Linked DNA regions of Gossypium hirsutum: region 2 is linked to region 1. Evidence: chromatin contacts called from public Hi-C data. All regions are on one chromosome and are shown on one strand. Each heading gives the region's core, a stretch centred on a gene start, on an enhancer-like site or on the middle of the called end of the contact. The rest is flanking DNA. Distances are from core to core; before and after follow the strand shown. Region 1 overlaps LOC107892249. Region 2 holds the start of LOC107892248 (serine/threonine-protein kinase STY13).

Evidence for each region. A called contact is a pair of places that touch in the nucleus more often than the background predicts.
Region 2: a Hi-C map of leaf shows a contact between it and region 1, with 5 times the contacts expected there. The contact joins the promoter of LOC107892248 here to the enhancer-like site in region 1. A contact is called at or near these places in 14 of 34 Hi-C or Micro-C datasets (anther, callus, cotyledon and 4 more).

The regions. Positions count from the first base shown.
Region 1 is chrD09:9,734,861-9,738,457 of Gossypium_hirsutum_v2.1, reverse strand. It overlaps LOC107892249, which reads right to left. Exons shown (of 5, transcript XM_016817273.2): 5 at 2,462-3,132. The coding sequence ends at 2,772. Among protein-coding and RNA genes, the nearest start is that of LOC121221441, 4.9 kb to the left of the region's middle. Within about 2 kb of position 1,302, at least 4 of the 9 cell types and tissues checked have an H3K27ac peak or open chromatin away from gene starts, as enhancers often do. A contact at or near this core is called in cotyledon and fibers, where this site is marked.
Region 2 is chrD09:9,777,157-9,780,652 of Gossypium_hirsutum_v2.1, reverse strand. LOC107892248 (serine/threonine-protein kinase STY13) reads right to left here and starts at 2,143. Exons shown (of 6, transcript XM_016817272.2): 1 at 1,463-2,143; 2 at 1,219-1,351; 3 at 906-1,098; 4 at 388-515; 5 at 151-309. The coding sequence starts at 1,593.

The DNA.
Region 1 (3,597 bases), core at 53-2,552:
AAGTCACTAGGTTGTTAAGTTTATTTTTAAAGAAGTTCAACTAGCATACTCCAAGCTACGATTCTACGATTAGTACGACAGATCGATTCCCATCGACAAGTAGAAGAACATAACTTAGATATAACTCGATCTGATGATTAATATCTGAGATCGAAGAAAAAAGTTATTCAAATTTTAGTTGTAGATTCGTGACATTCAAAGTTGTTTCATGAAAAGAAACTAACTATAAAAGATAAGGAGGAAAGCTTTTGACTGTTGTAGGTGATACGAACAGAGAAGCCCATACAACAACGATTTTGTATATTTTAAAATTGAGTGACCAAAATATAAACTTACTAATAATTTAGCGACCTTGAATGTAATTTACTCAAAATAAAATTAGAGAAAAAAAAAACTTAGTTTTGAAGAATCCGTTGTAGAGAAAATCAAGTAGTAGGAAGGAGGCAATAGCTTCATCTTCGTTTATATACTAATACCCTAAACTAATATAAAATAAGATTAATTTCGTTTTGATAATTTTTAAATTTCTAATCTACATGAGAAAGTAACATTCTTACCTTTTACCATGGGAATCACAACATGTTTATGAAAAAGTAATTTTTAACAAAAAATTAGATTCCAATTAAAATAAATAAAATTTGACATACTAAATGTTGAAATCACTACCCAACTAATTAAATTTCCAAAAAAAAATACGCTTTCCATCATACCAAAGTTTGCCTAATACCTAATAGTATAGTATACACATATAGATATGAAAAAATTTAAAGTATATTTATATAAAAAAACCTATATTAGGTACATAATGAAATGAAAAACATGGGTAGTTTGTTGTAGGAAAATAGAAAAAGTAAATCTCAATTTAATATGCATGAATATTCCAAAATCAATAACCTAATCGACCATTATATCTTGAAAATAATAGAAAACCCAAAATATATCTCAATCTCAATTATAATTACTATTTACTTTTCATTTTCTTAAGCAATCTTTAATATCCACATAATTATTATGCATACCCTAAACAGGTTAGCATTTAATACATTTTTAGTGAAAATTTTTCCATGTCCGTTAATTAATTTTTTACTTTTACCTTTTTTTAATCATGATTTTTTAACTCTATTTCTGGACAAAGAACTGCAGATTCGAGCTACTATTCGACTCGGTAAGTTAAGCAGCAAGCAATAGCATAGATTGGGTGAAACAACAGGGATTATTTCACCATTGATCTCAATGCTTCAGTCACAAGATGATGAAGCCATTGAAGCTTCTCTATTGCCTCCGGCAGTGGAAGAAGCTGGTGTCATACCTGCTGCATTGTTGGACCTTTTTCGATGCCAAAATCCAGAACTGACCCAACTTATGATCGCTGCGATGTTGATCTTGCCATCTTCCACAGCTAACAAGCTGGTAATTGCTTCATTGTAGAAATCCTGAACCTGGTAAATGATGATCCAAACAATATTAGTAGCTTTAGCATGCAAGCAATTATAGATGCAATAGCTACACTTTGGAATCTGTCAATTTGTCGTCAGATAATTACATCAAAATGGCTTCTTCTGGTGTAATATATAGCTTGCTTCAACTTATCCATTGTTCCGAAAAGGTGAAAAGTCATCTAAGCTGACAGAAAGCAATGGCACTACTAGAAAACATTGTTTCTTCGTCAGAGGATCCAAGAAGGGACTGGTGGAGCAATTAGGGTTCTAGCGGAAGCAGTGGAAGAGGGTTCACCACAAGTGCAAAGAGCATGTCATCAGAATCCTCCGTATATGCTGGAGATGTAGTATATTGATGGAAGGTGTAATGCCAAGGCTGCTTCAACTCACAGTAGCTGGAACCTGGAGAGCTTAGAATACAGCTCGAAAGCTGTTAATTCTTCAGCAGGATTACTCAGATTACGCGTCGACAACAAGTAAACAATCAAAGCATGACATTGTAGAGCATATTATGATGGCGAAGCAAGATGGAGAGAAAGTTACAGGTTCAACACTGAGGTTGGTCTTTAGGATGATAACTCTTTAGCCTATAGATTTCAGGCTCACTCAAAGGGTAATTGAAATCTCTGTAATTAAATACTGGTATTTGGTGCTGCTTAACCTGATTTTCTAACATCGGTGAATGCAAAGGCAATTAATTCAAACAGGTTATCTGCACTTTACATGAATTCGGATTTCCAACACTATCCAAACCAAAACCGCAGCAATTCAAATATAAGATATATAAGAGAATCCACCATGGATATTAAAATTAACATCCAAATCCACAAAAATCAAATCAAATAATGTTGGATATCGATTTTTACCATCCATTGCCATCACTACGGGAAAAAAAATACTGAAATAAGAGCTTCATTACACGACCCTCCAGTAAGAGAAACAAGACTCTCTTATAACCTGTTGAAAGAGACTCTTCTGCAAATCATTGAAAGAAAACAATATCTCCACAAAAACCAGGACTATTGTGTCAAGATGAAGCACTCAAACTCCATTCGTATAATGTTAATAAAAACAAAGTCATACATATAATGAAATATCTAACTTTGAGCAGATATCAACTGGAAAAAACCAGTGGGGGTAATATTTCATCCCTACACCAGCTAAAGTTTGGTACTTCAAATCCCTGTATAGTAAAAAGTGACTATAGTATCAATCTCCCAAACAAGTTTGTGGTTTGGAGGATTATTTTACTAACTATTTTGCCTCAGGGACCAAAAAAAGGGGTATACAACACACAAGCAAACAGTGAGACATTGGATTACAAGGATTACTTCAGCCTGACCTTCTATAATGGCTATAAGCCACCGCAATGGTTGCAACAACTCCAACCACGGCTGCTGCTGTAAGAACGTGATGTTGCTCCCATGATTCTACCCAGCTTGTCAATTTGCACATCCCAGTCTTTCCACACACTTCTCTTGGCTCTTCACTTTTCTCTTTTTCATTTGCTTCCAAACTAGCAGTCATGCAACAGGTAAACCCATTAGCACCCTGACAACAACCATCCACATTTTCCTTTGTCTTCTGAGTAGTAGTTTCTTCGTGCTTCTCATTTTTCTTCACTTCAGTCCCATTTGGAAGCTTCTGTTCATCTGTTTTATCACCTCCTTCAGTAGAAGCCCCCATTTGACCCCTGTAGATGTATGGATTATACATGTTTTCATCTTACATTTAATTGAGAAGAATATAAGTGAACTACTTACTAAGTATAATAGAAAAATATAACACTAGAAACAATTGAAAGCTTAATATGGCATATGCGATGAGTCACGCAATTGACATGGAGCTTCCTAGCGGCAAGGCACACTGTAAAATAAGCAGTCGTAGTGTGAACGATTTTACTAAAATCCTAACAAAAATAAGGAGCACAGAGACAGAAAAGAAAACTTTCATTAGAGCATTTTAGGCAATTTTTGTTTACACCGAACTGACCAATTAGACCGGTTGGACCAGGAACCAGCCGGGGTATTGGTCTGGAGAGGGGTTCACCGGTTGACCCATGAACCACTCAGAACTGAGCTAAAAAAAACTGATTGAACCGGTTTTCACTTTTTTTAAAAATAATTTTTTATTTTTTATGAATTTTTAATAATTTATT
Region 2 (3,496 bases), core at 894-3,393, 41 kb before region 1:
TCACAACATACTAGTCTTACTGTAAAATGACACAAGGGTGGTTTTGCAGATAGTTCTTTCAGCATCGAGTGAGCTTTTCAAACGCAGACAGACATACTCGAGAAATCATCCTTTTAAGTGTTACTCTAAAACAAGGCTCCAAATCATTACCTTAAAAGCAGCTGCATATGCTGCTTGTAAATTCGACATGCCTTCAAAAGGCAACTTGTTATGAATAAGTTCCCACAACACAATAGCAAAGCTGTAGGCATCCACCTTATGGTTGTAATGCTTTTTCTCTCCGTGCCTTAACGTAACTGTGCTATAAAGCTGTTAGAATAGGTAAATGTGTCAGCATCTTAAAAAGTAAAAAGAAAACCGAAGATAATAGATAATTCAGCATATTACCTCAGGAGCCATCCATCGGTACGTCCCGGTTTCAGCAGTCATCATTTCTGTTAATGACTCTTCTCTGGCTAAACCGAAATCTGCTAGTTTAACCGTTTTATGGTCCTCGGTCAAGATCAAGTTCTCGGCAAAAGGGAACAATTTATCAGGATCCTGCAAATATTGCATAAAGTTTACTTAAAAACCATTATTGCTTTCAATTAATTCAAGTACGAAACTATGGATCCGGCAAGTAGAAGCATAAAATCCAAACAAAAGATAGGACCATATTTATGTCACTATCAGTTTAACTTAATTCAAGTCACTATGGCCTCCCACAACATATAATGTTTAGCTTGGGCCCTGCTCGGAATCGCGCCTTCACTAGCAGTTTAACAAATACGGAACACAAATTCATCACTACCAAATCATTAAAAAGCTTACTACCCTTTTCATAAGTAAAAATTGCCAAACTTTTCAAAGAATGCTACTTATATAAGCACACCAAGAAAGGTTATATAGACATATAGTCATACCCGGTTTAAGGTCCCGATGAATGATCCCATGAGAGTGTAAGCATTCCATTGCACGAGCAATGTCGAGTGCGAATCCAATCACAACACGCATGTCCAAACACTTTGGCCGCATATTAAGAAGGTATTTACGTAACGTACCGCCTAGTAGAAGCTCGGTTACAATCACCATGATAGGTTCCTTGCAAGCTCCAATAAACTACACAAACATGATAAAACTTCATGATTTACAGGTATTCATATGAACAAATACAAGGAACATAACAAAACTAAGCAACAAGAATCAATGGTATAATATATATAATTTATTCAAAGTAACCTTCACTAGATTTTTATGTTGAACTCTGGATAACATAGCAACTTCCCTAGCAAACCTTCCTTCTCTTCTTGCAATCTCTTCAGGGGTTTCCCCTCTTCTAACAACTTTAATGGCAACTGTCTGATTTTTATATCTAAATGCATCCAATGGATTAAAAAGTACACTTAGAAAAAGAGAGAGCTAAATTGAGGTCCAAAAGGAGGAGCTTGAATTGAATTCAATTAATTAGAATTTTTAGACTTACTTTCCTTCATAAACTTTAGCATGAGCACCTTCTCCAATCTTGGGACCAACAAAAAGCTGCCGAGGATCGATCAACCACTTAGCATCTATACTGAAATCTTGAGTTGAAAAAAACCCATTTTTAGATCCCATCTTTTGGAATCCACCTTTCTCAAAACATGAATTTAATCGAAAAATCCCACATTTGAAGTAAACAGAAAAAAGGGTTTTAAAAGCCACAACTTTTCATAGGTGAAAAAAAATGGAAGTCACCAAAGACATGCCTTTGCCTACATTAAAGTATATACAAAACATAAACCCATACCCAAAAATCACGGATTACAGATCCAAAAAACCATCAAGAACTGCTCTTTAATGGGAAGCAAAGAATAAAGACCCACATGTTTTTCCACCAACAAAAACAAATTAATTAAAAAAAAAGCACAAAGACCCTTCTGTAATGAAGCAACCAGCAAGCTCTGACACAGGAAAGTTTTTTAAAAGAAAATAATGGGAAAGTGAGGTTAGTAAGCAATAGAAATATATAAAGGGAAAAAGGAAAAAGCATTTAATGGGGGAGGCTTGATTGTGAAGGGAGTTTTGCTCATGAAATATGGCGGATGGGAAGTGGTTACTGGTTTTTGAGAAAGACAAAGATGGTTGTTTTCCACACGGTACATTGTAATGGATACTCTTTTTCTTCTTCTTCTCTTTATAAGAAAAAAAGAAAATAAAAAAGTTGAAAAAAGAATTTTTATTTTCATTGGTTTCTTGTGTTTTTTCTTGGTGAATCTTTGTCAGAAACAACAGTGATTTTATTGCTTCTTTCGTCCTTTTTCATTGTTTTTTTCTTTCAATAATAATAACACCATTTTTTTGTTTTATTTAATGTCGATATTTCATGTTATTATTCATTTAGAGTGTTTATAATAATAAAAAAGCGAACATAATAAATTAATTTATTGTTTAATAATAATATTATATTCACATTATAATTTTCTCTAAATTAATCAATTTATTATTTTATAATATATTTTTATTTAATTAATTGATGGATTTCATGTGTTAGATATATATATATATATTTTAATTTGGTATTTTTTAAAATTGTTGTAGGATAAGGTGGCAAAAAAATCCTAATAAGATTTAGCTAAATAATTTTTCATAATTCCTTAGAATTTTTTTTTTAAATGTAGCATAAAAAAATTCGCAATAAAGCCGACCTTATTAAATTTATATTTTATTACGTCCTTCGGTGATTAATTAACTTTAATTAATGAAACATAAGACCGTTGACTTTCTTTATAATAATATCTCACCGACATCTTGACCTTTGACTACGTCATGAAATAATTAGCTGCCACGTCCTCATTTGATCGTACTGTTTCCCTCGGCTTTCCTGATTTACCCTTATTATGATAACGTGTCAAATTCCCATTTGTTGAATGATTACAGGGTTCAGCTCCTCTATTTCCCTAATTTTTATAATGTTATCGCTTTCCCTATTTATAAAATTAAAAAATTCAAATATATTCCAAGTTTTTATAATATATGAATATTTAGAATTTAATCAAATTTTTCGAATTTAAAAATGTAAATTTAATTATTAAAATAATTTTCTTTCTGTTAATAATTAAATTTGGATTTCAAAATATGAAAAATAGAAATGTTAAATTTCAAATACACGAATAATATAAGAATTTATAGTATATTTTAACTGAAATAAAAAAAATTTTAAACAATCTACATGGAAAGTGCCTGATGAATAGTAAAAAAAAATATGTTAAGAAAGGTGAAAAGATTTATTTAGATTGTAAAGTGATATTTACTTTTTTGACTTCAATATTTCCCCTAATCTTAGCTTAAATAAAAGAAAAGATATTGGAAGACTTGACTTTAATTGGAAGCTTATATTATGATTGAAAATAACAACTACCCCATCCAAATCCAATTAGCTAAGATAAACTTTCAATAATATTATAAATCTTAATATTAGATTTTCGAGTTAATGAAGGAGGACGTAGGTTTAAGTGCGCTAAATCGTATTATCTTCCTA